2 separate regions of the Pan troglodytes genome follow, and region 1 is linked to region 2. A link is a contact called in public Hi-C data. All regions are on one chromosome and are shown on one strand. Each heading gives the region's core, a stretch centred on a gene start, on an enhancer-like site or on the middle of the called end of the contact. The rest is flanking DNA. Distances are from core to core; before and after follow the strand shown. Region 1 overlaps STARD13 (StAR related lipid transfer domain containing 13). Region 2 overlaps STARD13 (StAR related lipid transfer domain containing 13).

The links. Hi-C and Micro-C count contacts between places; a contact is called where the count stands out from the background.
Region 1: a contact with region 2 is called in a Hi-C map of stem cell-derived neural progenitor cells, with 6 times the contacts expected there. The contact joins two enhancer-like sites. A contact is called at or near these places in 1 of 7 Hi-C or Micro-C datasets (stem cell-derived neural progenitor cells) and 1 of 1 datasets of contacts at active chromatin or transcription factors (stem cell-derived excitatory neurons).

Annotation. Positions count from the first base shown.
Region 1 is chr14:32,691,722-32,698,371 of NHGRI_mPanTro3-v2.0_pri, forward strand. The region is part of intron 1 of STARD13 (StAR related lipid transfer domain containing 13); the gene reads right to left. Among named protein-coding and RNA genes, the nearest start is that of STARD13, 130 kb to the right of the region's middle. Within about 2 kb of position 3,805, at least 21 of the 24 cell types and tissues checked have an H3K27ac peak or open chromatin away from gene starts, as enhancers often do. A contact at or near this core is called in stem cell-derived neural progenitor cells, where this site is marked.
Region 2 is chr14:32,380,322-32,387,453 of NHGRI_mPanTro3-v2.0_pri, forward strand. The region is part of intron 3 of STARD13 (StAR related lipid transfer domain containing 13); the gene reads right to left. Among named protein-coding and RNA genes, the nearest start is that of KL, 220 kb to the left of the region's middle. Within about 2 kb of position 2,755, at least 12 of the 24 cell types and tissues checked have an H3K27ac peak or open chromatin away from gene starts, as enhancers often do. A contact at or near this core is called in stem cell-derived neural progenitor cells, where this site is marked.

The sequences.
Region 1 (6,650 bases), core at 2,555-5,054, 310 kb after region 2:
TGGCCAAAGTAATTTTGAGGAAAAAAATACTTCCACTATCTGATTTCAAGACGTATAAAGCTACAGTAATCAATACAGTGTGGGACTGGGTTAAGAACAGACATATTTATCAATGAAATTGAATAGAATAGAAATTCAGAAGATCGGCAGATTTTTAATAAAGGTGCCAAGGTAATTCAATGAAGGATAATCTTTTTAACGAATGCTACCAGAATAACAGGATTTCTATTTTGAAAAATATGACTATCAACCATTATTGTGCCATACTAAAAATTAAGTGGATCGTAAACATAAATAAGATATATTGTGAATCTCAGAAATGAGAGGATTTTATGAACAGCTTTATGCTAATAAATATTTGGATATGTACAAATCCCTACAAATATACAACTTACAAACAAAAGCTGCTCTTTAAAAGATACTTTTAAGAAAATGAAAAAGCAGGCCACAGACTGGGAGAAAAATATTCACAACATATAATTCTGACAAAAAAGTCATACGCATAGTATGTAAATAACTCCTACAACTCAATTACAAACAACTTAGTTTTGAAATGGGCAAAAGTTTTGAACATATACCCACTTAATGGCTAAAACTAAAAACTAAAAATAGCAAGTGTTGGCATTTGATAAAAAGACCTGTCACCCTTTTAAACTATAGTAGTTCCCCCTTAGCTTCAGGGGAAATGTTCCAAGAACCTAGTGGATGCCTGAACCTCAGAGAGTACCCTACCCTAAATATATTATGCACGAATTTCTTTTTCTTTCTTCATAATTTCACAGATAGAAGACTGATTCTTACCAACCACTTGGTTCCTAGTGACCTTAGGTGATTCCTTAAGTCGAGAACTTTCACCTTCCACTTAAAGGAAGCACATTAAGGCTTCTTTTGGCATATCCAAATTGCCAGTATCACTACTATTGGGCCTTGGAGACATTATTAAGGAAAATATAGGTTATTTGAATCCAAGCTCAGTGATATGGTGCTAGTTGATAACTGTGATAGTGGATGCTGAACAAAGGGAGGATACACGTTCTGGGAGGCACAGAGAGAGGCAGCATGAGATTTCATCACACTACTTAGAACTTCTAGCAATTTAAAATTTATATTTCTGAAATTTTCCATTAAATATTTTTGGACCTCGGTTGACAGTTGGTAACTGAAACTATGGAAAGCAATACCATGTATAAAGGGGACTCCTATACAAGGATGTTTGATGAGTGCAGACACAAATAGATTCGATGGTGGGAATACACAAAAATTCTTGGCTTGTGCTCACAATTCTTTTTTCAATAAAGTGTGAGGCAAAGTCATTAGTTGAGGAAGTTGATAATTTGAGGAGGGAAAAGAATATTTGGATTACAGAAGGAAAGGGCAAAGTCAGTAGAGCAAAGGAGTAGGAGAGCTGATCAATATGCAGAGCCAATTTAGGTGTGAGATCACACTAGTCCACCCAACAGTTAACAGGCTGGGCCCAAGCTCAGAAAAGATAAACGCATGCAGGAGTTCATCCATGGTTTGAGTTTTGCCCGGCAAGTGCTAAAAGTGAGGGATAAGAGTTGAGGATATTTGCAAAGGAGTCAATGCCACTATTTCTGAATATATGTGTACTCTTTGAACTGTGAAGGGCTATGTTACTGTAACTTAATAGTATAATGGTAGCAAAATGAAGCAATCCCTCAATTTAAGGTTGGTTATATACGATGTAGAGAAAGATGGGAAAGTCGAAAAAAAAAAGTAAGCAACTAAATGGGATATAGCCAAAGCTGAAGTATGCAATGATGAAATAAACTGATTCCATATTCCACACATTTGATTTTAGGGTCTAAAAGCTATTTTGCAATCTTCCAGATCACTCTTTGAAGACCTATTACAGCTTCAGCTCTGACCTCTTTCACGTGTTTTCTAGTATCTTCCAACATTTTCCCCTTTTCTTCCCCTTTGGATATCCTGCCTCCTTCTTGCCCTGTTTCTGACCCATCTTGAATGATATTGCAATATCCCCTTAACTTTTACATAAACAGGTGCCATAGTACTCCTCACGTCACAGCAGCGTTTTTTCCAGTACCAACTACCCAGACTATCAAACGGTTTTAGCAAAAAACAATGAAATACACTTATTTGGCAATTTCGGACAATCTTTCTTATATCCTCCGGCCCACTGCTGTTTCTTTCAAAATATCTACTTAAAAGCCTGTATTCCTTTCCCTCTGGCTTTTACAAGGCTTGTTTTTATATAGGCCCTGGACTGCAAAGAGCTTTGAAATCCAGATAAAAGTGTTTACCAAGGCTGAAGAAATTTTCCAGGAGAACTGAGCACTTTGCACAGATGACATTTTTGGAATTAGTTTAAAATTAAACGGAGCGGATGCAGATTCATACAGATTTTATTTCTGCAACACACTTGGTTGTTTCCTTGCAGCATCTAAAAACAAAGCCAATGCACTTTCAGAAACTACTATGGTCCTCCAAAATTCAAAAGTGAAAAAATGACAAAATTTTTCTTTGTAACACATCTGCACAAGAGGCTTTCCTTTAAAATTTGATAAAAGACCAAGGCCACACCACAAAACACAGAATATAAAACTGTGTATCGACAAAAATTAAAAACTAAGACAACTCCTTAAGAGAATCGCTTGCTAAAAAGTTTAAAAAACACGAAGACATGCTTTCTTAAATAATTTGAAAATGTTTTTGGTTCCACACGAGTAGTCTATTTGTTTGCGTGCCTTTTTTATTCCTTGTGACACCCCTACCTTCTCAGAATAAACACTGAAAGATGAACAGACCGGGGGATCAAGCCGGTTCACTAAGATTTAGAGGGGAAGGCTGGGTCCATCTTAGCACTGAGACCGCACCCAAACTGCATTTGGATCGCTAAGGACTAAGAAAACAGTACAGATCCAGTTTTACCTCTTATACCATTAATTTTCCATAAAGCCTTCCATAAACCTGACTCACTGCCAGAAACCCAAACCCCGTGGGCGGGATTTAAAACAAAACCCATTACGCCACCATTTCCGCCTTGCCTGCCTAGCAAACGTGCAAACATGGAAAAAGACGCACACGCAGACGGCGCCTACGTCCCCAAAGTGCGCAAGCGCACGGCGAGACCCCGCCCCTCGCCCTCCCACCAAGACGAGGCGCGCGCACCAGCAACCAGGGCCCGCTGGCGCCGCCCCGGGTTTCCGCTCCGGGGCTCGTCGGTCGCCGTTCGGTTCCGGTTCTGGCCCCGCCCTCACGCGGGAACCCTCCAGAAGTCTTAATATCCGGGACCAGAGGCTGGTTGCAGCGCACATTTCCGGCAACGAGCGCAAAGGAAGGGATCCGGTGACGCCTCTTCCCGTCTCCCCAGCGGCCCAGGCTCTGGCTCTCGGTGCGGCAGCGCCATCTGGTGCCGAGTCTCCCGCCACCCGCGGAGGTGGCACGCGCCCTTCTCTCGGAACCTTCCAGAGAAACCGTGGCCCCTGCTTTCCTTTCTCCCGCCCTGGACGGGGAGGGACCCGAGTCTCCGCCCCGCCGAGTTCCCGCGCGGGAGGGACTTTGTGGCGACTCTGAAGCGGAAGCTGCTTGTAGGAGGAGCTTTACAAACCCAAAATGGAGCGGCAACTGTTCTTTCTCTAGTTTTAAGTCCAGAAGAAACGGCGTCCTTTTATTTTTTGCTTCCTTATGCGTTGTTGCTGGGTCATTCTCAGTCTTCCCCGTATCAGTTCTTTAATCTTTGAGGACTGGGACCCTGTATTAATTGCCTGGTAGGAAGATGACACGAGCTTTGTGGCTTACATTGGCCTCTGCTGTAAAAGCTTTTGTTTCCTTTCGCCTATTAAAGCGCTGTTGTAAAAGCCTGCTGTGTATGTGTTAGGAACCCATCAAGAAGCAGAATGTAGTAATTTGCTTTAAAATAGAACATGGAAGTTTCAGAAAGGTAGCCTCAGAAATGCTCAATGTAGATTCTTTTGCAAGTCACGTTTCTTTTAGATAATCAGAGAAAGGAAAAGTAATTTCCCCAAAGTTAGTAAAATCAACACATTTTCCTTTAATAATGTTCTTTTTTTTCTGTAATCTTGGAGTACTAACAGTGTTGTTTTAAATGTTTTATTGGAATGGTGCTGTGGATATCAAAATATATAATGAAACAAATTTCCTTTAGAGTTTAGATAGCACATGTTAACTTGACTCTTTGATTGTATTTCTCCTATAGTAGTGGTTCTCAAACTGGAGCATGCATCCAGATTCTCCAGAAGGCTTGTTAAAACAGATTGCTGGGCCTCAACCCCAGAGGTTATAACTGGGAGGGAAGGTCTGAGGATACAGCTGGATTAGTGTAGCTCTAGTAAAATTTCAGGTGATTCTGATGCTGTTGGTACTAGGACCACACCTGGAATAATTTAGAGTTCAGGATTGCTTTGTCAATAATGCTTTTTGCTATTGTTGGAGAGACGGTACTAAATTATACTGGTGATACTAAGCCTGCACAAGTCAGTAGTCCTTTTGACTCCGTGGATGGGAAGTAGTAAACTAAACCCTAGAACCAGTAGAGAGCTACATAAATGTTGACAGATTAAAGCAACCAGTTCATAGAAATGTATTCTGTGTATGATCATGTGATAGAGGGTGCTGTAATACCAAGTATACTAAATATTTCAGTTATTATACAGTAATTGTTCTTTAGCTGTTAAATTAGAAATGACTAAAATTAAGGACAAAACAGTTTAAACAATCATACTAATTTTACCCTTTGGAAGATGCCAGGTTTTTTTCAGTCTTTTGCATTTCCTCAAGTTCCCTTGTTTTACGGAATTCTCTACCCCCAGCCCACTCCCATCCCTACCGTGCCATTTATAAATGTACACAGTGCTTACATTATAAAAAATGATCATCTCAGAACTTCTCATCTTTTCAGCAGGACTTTTCTCAATTCTGTCAAATTCTGACTGTGCCACTGCCTTTATTGACACAGTAATTAAATCACGCAGTGATTAAAGTGTGCTGCACACTGTAACTTTTGTGCTTGCTACAAATAGAAATACAGATACTGTTAGATAAGTTTATGTTTATGATAATCAGTTCCTAAAATGTAGAAAGCAGTCGGTTTTCTGGTCTCAATTTTATTTAAATCACTGCCATTTTGTTTACTGGATGTAAGCTTCCCCCTCTCTGCTCCTCTATCCTGAATGGGCCTTCGTGAAAAGAAGAAAAAAAAGATTGAGAACAACTGTCTTAAAACCATGGTATTTCCCTAATAGGCTAGTACCATGTATTTGGATAATTACTGATGAATCATTTAAATCAGGGAAAGGTGCATGGTTTTTTTTGTTGTTGTTGTTTTTTCTCTTTTTTTTTTTTTTTTTTGAGATGGAGGGTTGCTCTGTCGCTCAGGCTGGAGTACGGTGGCCAGATTTCAGCTCACTGCAACCTCTGCCTCCGGGGTTCAAGCGATTCTCCTGCCTCAACCTCCTGAGTAGCTGGGACTACAGGCGTGTGCCACCACACCTGGCTAATTTTTTTGTTTTATTTATTTATTTATTTATTTATTTGAGACGGGGTTTTGCTCATGTTGCCCAGGCTGGGGTGCAATGGTGCGATCTCAGCTCACCACAACCTCTGCTCCCAGGTTCAAGTGAGTCTTCTGCCTCAGCCTTCCTGAGTAGCTGGGATTACAGGCATGTGCCACCATGCCTGGCTAAAATTTTGTATTTTCGTTAGTAGAGATCAGTTTTCTCCATGTTGGTCAGGCTGGTCTCGAATTCCCGACCTCAGGTGATCCACCCGCCTCGGCCTCTCAAAGTGCTGGGATTACAGGTGTGAGCCACCGCGCCTGGCCTAATTTTTTGTATTTTTAGTAGAGACGGAGTTTCACCGTGTTAGCCAGGATGATCTCGATCTCCTGACCTCGTGATCCGCCTGCCTCGGCCTCCCAAAGTGCTGGGATTACAGGCGTGAGCCACTGTGCCTGGCCCGAAAGGTGAATGTTCTTTGCCTTATTTTAAACTTTATTGTAATAAATTCACTAATGAAGCAGGCAGAGAAGATGTAAAGCACACTTCATTAGTAATGCTATATTTCATATACCTGCTGTATTTTGGGAGCATTATTGCTATCATTTGGTTTGTTGGATCCCTCCAAATCTCACGTTGAAATTTGATCCCAAGTGTTGGAGGTGGGGCTTAATGGGAGATGTTTTCAGGCATGGGGGTGGATCCCTGACACAGGGCTTGATGCCCTCCTAGTGATAATGAGTGAATTTTCTATTAGTTGCTGTCAGAGCTGGTTGTTAAGAGCCTGGCACCTCCCTCCTATCGATTTTCTTGCTGCTTTGTCTTGCTTCCTCGCTTACCATGTGATCTCTGCACATGCTGGTTCTCCTTCACCTTCACCCACAAGTGGAAACAGCCTGAGGCCCTCACCAGAAATAGCTGCTGGTACCATGCTTCTTGTACAGCCTGCAGAACTGTGAGCCAAGTAAACCTCTTTTCTTCATAAATTATCCAGCCTCAGGTATTCCTTTATAGAAAAATAAATGGACTAAGACAGTTGTTAAATAACCTTATTTTGTTGACTAAAAGTAATTAGTATTTTATGACATTTATTTATTATGGCTGTTAACATTACAATTTATCCTGGCTAATTTCATCAGTAAACACTCTTAT
Region 2 (7,132 bases), core at 1,505-4,004:
TCATTCCTAACCTTTAAATGGCCATAACAAAATGCCTCAGTGACTAGTTGCTTTGAATTGGTCTCATCTACAACCTGCGAGCTTTGCTCAGCCCTCTAATGTGAAGTAACATCAGATCTCTAGCCGTAAAGCCATTCCCTTAAAGTTCCATCATTAGTCTTTTCTATCTTAGTTCAAGGTCTGCTGGCAGTGATGGACTCATCAGAATCTCATTGTCCTCATAGATAGCTAAAATACGATCCCAGGTAGTTCAACCCTATGTGGATTTAAACAGATACCTAATTTGTTCCAGAACTACTTTCCATATCAATACCTTGAAAATACTTTGTAAGTTAAATCTAAAAGGAGGCATGGAAGCTTCCTCTACAAATAGTGAAGCTAGTCCAATTCTTAGGGAAAAGAGACAGTCATTAACTCTATATTTAGAGCTAGGCATTCCATTCCCCCAAACTACTCTCTCATCAGCCTAATTGCTTGAAATTCCTGTTCTTGTTTAACACTAGGGCAAAGCATTTCATTTTAAATTTGAGATAAGGTTTATACTCCAAATACCCTGAAAAAGGTAATTTAGGGTATTAGGACCACTTTAACTTGGACATGACTATGGAGGGGGAACAACAGGGAGGCAAGATGCTGGATGCAAACCTAGATACCAAAGACAAAATGAGGCACACTTCCCTCACTCCCATTTTTTCCTAGGACAAGCACCATAAGGAGTATCAGTTAATTGAAAAAGTCTTTACTAGATGCCAGGAGCTGTGTTAGGTACTGAGGTTAAAGTGATGAGGAGAATACTGCAAAGCACAACACCATCCTGACAACATGTGAGAAGCTCAAAGCCCATCAGAAGAAAGAGACAGGCCCTTTACAAATGAAAATAATGATAGATTGAATGTGCGATAGTAAAACGAAACAACGCAGAGCAGTTTTTAACAGTTGTGTGGTGGGGGAAGGGAGATGCAAATAAAAAAGAACATTTGACTTGGATTTGTAAGGATATGAAGAATTTTGCCAGGTGGGGAAGTGGTGGAAGGGAGGAGTTATTTCAGGCAAAGGCAACATAAAAGCATGGCACAGAAGCATGAAGAGTACATAGAGTGCTCATGGAAAATCACTGAAGGCTGGGAGGGAGCCCCGGTGGATTCTGGTGGATTGCAGCCTCTGGCGAAGGCTGAGGTTGCCTCTGGACCACATTACTCCCCCATGTATTTCTTTATAGAGACATATTATTTTCAACTCTTTTGAGAAGAAACATTTATACTGATTGTTTCTTATTTAAACTATGAATCTATTAAAATATCAGGCATTCTTCATAAAAATTATTGATAAAAATGAATTAAGAGTACAGTTCATTTACGGTTTTTTTTTTGGAAGTTAAAATTTAGCTCCTGTTATAAAACAGAGACTGTGTGGACTCCTTAGTGAAAGAAACTCAGTTCAGAGGACAACAGGCGACAGTGGACAACCTGGTCATATTCTGTGGTCAGTCAACCAAGAGTTTGATTCCACCAGTATCCCTATCTTCCTTGCTTCCAAGCATACTATTTATCTTTAAATTAAATACTAAATGAATAACATGTTTGTGATTGCTAATTCGGACATGGGTCACACCACAGTTTTACACCCTTGAATACAAGATTTCTGCAGTTCCACGACATGTCCACTAGAGGCCTGTGAAGAGCTTTTTTCCCCCATTACGTAGAGTCTGATAACCAAAAAGGCCAGAATTAAAACAAATAAGAAATATTGATTAGACACGAGTAAGACAAGGATCTAATTGGTACATAACCTCACAGTAAGTATCATAATTGTGGATAAAATAATCAAAATGCAACATTGTTTCAAAACTCCAAGATAACCAAATTGCAAAACTTATGAAACTACTCATATGTAACCACAAAAGCAAAGTTAAAAGAAGTAGAGTTTTGAAGACTTCAGCAACCATTCCAAAAGGCCAGCGGACTCTGGCAGGCTTTTACTAGGTGGAAGCAGCCTGAATAAAAATTGCCAGTAGCCTGTATGGGCTTCTAGATCTTCAAATGCATACTCAATCTAAAAGGCAGGTAACCAATGGAGGGAAAACTCCTTGGTGGGAAAGTAAACAATGCAGTGATTTAAGGCAGATGGGCTGAAAAGGGACTTCCTAAATAGCGACTCCATGGAAGTAAACAGGGGAAGACAGTTGAGATACGGCCAGGACACTGAGATGACACAGACCAAAACCGACCCTATGGTGAAGACTGTGCTAACTCTCAACTTAAGAGGAAAGAGGGCAACTTAAAGCAAAACACTTATCATATTCGATTTGCCAGGACAACTGCAAGACTGCGTGAGCGCTGGAAAAATTACCAGAAGGACAAGATGCCCTGTAACAACCCTTTATCTCTTGTTGAACTCAAAACAGACTTTCATTCATTTCACGGTCTGCTTGAACAAACACAAACAAAGATGAAAAATATTAAAAGTCACATCACCCGTGCCAGGCATGGACACGCGAGTGCACGCGTGCACACACACCACACACACACTACTTCTAGGCTATTTACAGAAATGGCCTGTTTTTCACTAGCTTTGGTTAATTAGCAATCAGAAGAGAGTTGTATGGGGTTGGAAGAAAGAACCCTTTGTTTGGAAAACCTGTGAAAATATTCCCTCAGAAGCTTGTAACTTTCCCTACGCATCACCCTGGCCCTGAGGACGAGCCCCTGTGCCAGAAGCCTCAGTGAGGCACACAGAGCTCACATTCAAAGGCAGCTCTCTTTGTTGTCCCCCAGGAGTTAAACCTTAATGGGTTTACAATTTGCAGGCTTTTTTGGAGAGTGGCTTAGTGGTGGTTGCCTGCTGCCAGAAATGGAGCAGAGACAAACCCTAGTGAATCCCACAGCTGTTGTGGCTGCTCCATTGGAGAGAAGAGCAGTTGCCTGAGGCATTTCAAAGACAAGCAAGAACACAGGGAGACTTTATGAGGCCTGGAAGCGAATTTGCAATTATTGGGAGCAGATGGTCAGTCCACGTGGGGAAGAAGGAGATTGTAGCCATGGTTCTCCAGTGAAGACCATGGCAAATGGTAATTCACTGAGTCTTACGTCCCCAGATAAATCTTGTATTGGAAAAGTATTCAGCTGCAACATAAGATCATCATCTGCAGCTAGTTAGTTTTATTGTCACGCTCTTGACTTCTAAACCTAAACAGTCACAACCTGGACAGGAAAAAGCCGGTACATGCACATCCTACCTTGGTTAGAAAGAAGAAGAGGCGTGGCTGCTCTGGTAGAAATAGGGAGAATACTCATCCTGGCACCCTGGGTTTCCTGGAGGCGGCCTGCCTGAACACTGCCTCCAACATTACTTTGCCCAGCCCTTTATTTCAGAAAAATCTTCATTTTAAACAAACATTCATGAATGCTGGGACACTGCTGAACGATTTTGAAAGTGGAGCTTTCATAATCTTCTTTTGTAAGCTATATCCACTTTTTTTCATCACCCTTTCCGGTCAAGGGCTGCTTTCTGATGCACAAGAATTCTCTTTTGCTGAAATCTCAGCCTATTTCCTGTTATCCTCATGTTGATTCATCTGAGAATCACATTATCTCTTCTAAAACACTGTTTACTTAGTCCATTATGACACGTAAGGTCGGTCTTTACTCATTTTATGTTTGAATGATTAATTTGTTCAGTTTATGCAAAGTAGTCTTAAGTACCCCTGATGTGCAAAGTGCCAGCGAGGCACTGAGGAGGATGGAAGAACCATAACTGCAAGATGCTAAGAACCTGGTGAAGGAAGCAGAAACACTTGGGAAAGAACTCTAATACCTGCGAAGTGCCAAGATACGGGCATAGTCAGAATGTTGTGGGCATATAAAGAAGAGAGAAAATAATACTTATTTCCAACTGGAGAGATTGGGACACTAGCTTAGAAGGAGATAGAGTTTAAGTTGGGCTATATATAGGATGACCTACCATCCCAGTTTTAAAACTTAAAGTCCTGCATCTCAGGACACTCCTCAGTTGGCTGAGTGAGTGATAAAGGACAGTTGTAACTTCAAATTTATCTCAAGGGTGAGACACAGTGAAGAAAGTCTCAACGGCAATGGACTGGGAGTGGAGATGAGGGGCTGGTCAGGCCCTCAAGCTGCTGACTTGGCAGCCATCGGTGCCTAAGGCCCTGGACAGGGTGAAGATTTTCAGGACAGCAGGGCCAGGCTCTCACTGTGCCACACATTGCACAAGGCACCAGGGAGACGAGGCTCAGGCCTGGCACATGGGTGGTGGCTGAGTGGCTTTCTTTAGACTGGGTATGAGCTCTGGTGCTTCGTAGTCCTGGGACTCCTATAACACACATGAGGGCTTACTCAGGCTGGCCTCACTGCCCTGCAGGCTAGGGCATTAGAGAACCCTACATTATGAATGAGGGACTGGAGGAGGGGCAGATTTGGGGGAGTTGTGGTTTGGGCCATGCGCATCATCTTGAGTTGAAGGGAACATAATAAAAACTTGTGGCATGCGTTCACATTTACCATCTCACTTTGGAGCTCTATTTAGACACACATCTTAGAAAACTAACTGTTAAAGAATGGCCTTGGTCACATGGCCAGCAGGGAGAAAGCTGGGGCACAAACTGCAGACTCTATTTCTGACTGCAGGTCCGGGGCATTCCCATAACTTTTCCAGATGACTGAGGTTTACCTGAAACTTTAAAGATTTTAACAGCTTCATGATTCAGTGTCATTTTAGTATATAGGGTCATCCCTTGGTATCCACAGGGGATTGGTTCCAGGCTCCCCTCACCCATTCTAAAATCTGTAGATGCTCAAGTCCCTGATATAAAATGGCATAGTATTTGCATGTAACCGAGCACATCCCACATATATTTTAAATCATCTTTAGATTACATGTAATACTTGCTTCAATGTAAATGCTATGTAAATAGGCCAGGCATGGTGGCTCATGCCTGTAATCCAAGCACTTTGGGAGGCCAAGATGGGTGGATCACCTTAGGTCAGGAGTTCGAGGCCAGCCTGGCCAACATGGTGAAACCCTGTCTATACTAAAAATACAAAAATTAGTTGGGCATGGTGGTGTGTGCCTGTAATCCCAGCTACTTGGTAGGCTGAAGCAGGAGGATCACTTGAACCCGGGAGGTGGAGGTTGCAGTGAGCCGAGATCATGCCACTGCACTCCAGCCTTGGTGACAGAGCAAGACTCTGTCTTCAAAAATAAATAAACAAATAAATAAGCTATGTAAATAATTCTTGTATTTAAAAATTTTTTTTATTGTTGTACGGTTATTCTTTTATTTTTAATTTTTTTTCAAATATTTTTATCTGGGATTTGTTGACTCACAAGTGGGGAAGAACCCTCAGATACAGAGGGACTACTGTACTCTGTTTAGTCATCTAGATCACTGGTTAGTGTATTAAATCTTATATATCCCAGGACAGGTGAAAACACAATCACTCAATTTATAATCTCTCATCTCTTCTCTTCTCCTCCAGAATCTTGCAGTCATGCTCCAAAAACTTTGATGACGTGTATCTGAAACCAGCCCAATTGTCCCATAGAAATGATATTTGCATGTTTTTGAATAAACATAGAAATTGACCCTCTGAATTAAAACTAGAAACTTACACTTGTCTATTCTGAGTGCCTTCCTCAGGAAATCAACCCTCACGCAAGGGAATGAAACTCACTCAATCACTGCATCCAGACAATGAGATACAAGACCCCTCATCCATCATGATTGCTTCCTTGTTCCTCCCTAATTCCCTGTTTTCCTGTATAAACCTCCCAATTTTAGTCCATTACTGAGATGGATTTGAGACTAAATCTCCCATTCTCCTTGGCTGCAGCACCTGATTAAAGCCTTCTTCTCTGGCAATACTTGTTGTCTCAGTGATTGACATTCCGTGCTGAGAACAGCAAGACCTAGACCAAACCCCTGGCACTTCAGTAACATATCAAGCACTGCTCAATGTGATAGCGACAGGAGGCAGCCAAATGCCTCAGCAGATAGGGGCAGGTACTGGGTGAAACCCCAACTCCAAGCCAAAGAGAGCTTAAAGCCTGAAAGTCAAGCTACAAGTTAAATCCTCGGATTGGATTGAGAGCTTGTCTTCCCGTTTGGTGTGCTTTCCTCTGATGGATCCCCACCCTTCATCTATTTTACATATACCTACCCTTTCCTAATTGGTTTTCTACACTGTCAGGCCCACCTTTGAGTGGTATCTTCGCTTTAACCTTTTTTGCATACTCACAAACCAATCAGTATGCACTCCCCATCCTGTGCTTATAAAGACCCCAGACTCAGTCATTAGAGGAGATGACAGCCTGACTGTAGGGAGAGGGACAACCTGACTTCAGGGAAGACGACCTGCCCTTCTTGTCTCTTCTCCAGTTCTCCTCCCCACCCAGAGCCATTTTCAGCGCTCAATAAAAATTCTCTGCCTTCACCATCCTTCAGTTGTTCACATGATCTCCTTTGTCTTGGATGCTGGACAAGAGCTCAGGACCCATCAAGTGTGGGTACTCAGAAAGGCTGTAACACCAGCCCTTTGCCCTTGTTGGCAGAGCAGCCACCCCACACGATGAGGCAAGGGGCCAACTGAGCTGCTAATACAAGTCTGCAGATGGCAGAACTAAAGGAGCACTGTAACACCCCCTCTGGGGCTTTAGGGTTGCAGTCATCCTTACCTGGGTGTTGCTGCATTCCCCTCAAGGTGACACACCTGGTCTGGATGCAGGCCCTGCACAGAAGTTGCTCCTGTGTCAGCAGCCGGAGCAGCCAGCCGGATCTTGCACTTGCTTGCTCACGTGCTCCCTCCTGCAAGGGGTTGAGCATGGCAGACCAAATAGGTGGGGTGCCCCTTCTATGAGTCTGTTGAAGGGGCCAAGAAAAATCCTGCATCAAATGCACCAGGCCCTCACTGTCCCAGGCACTGTGGATGAGCCAAAGATATGTATGATCATATCTGTGTACATATGTGGCTTATAAACATAGGTACAAATAGAAAAATATGCCAGGCTGGCTGTGTCTGAATAGACCCTCTTGAACCTCTTGGTTCCAGCCCCCAATGAAGTAATGATTTCATCAAACAGATGCAGAACATCTACCCCTCGAGATGGAGAACTACTG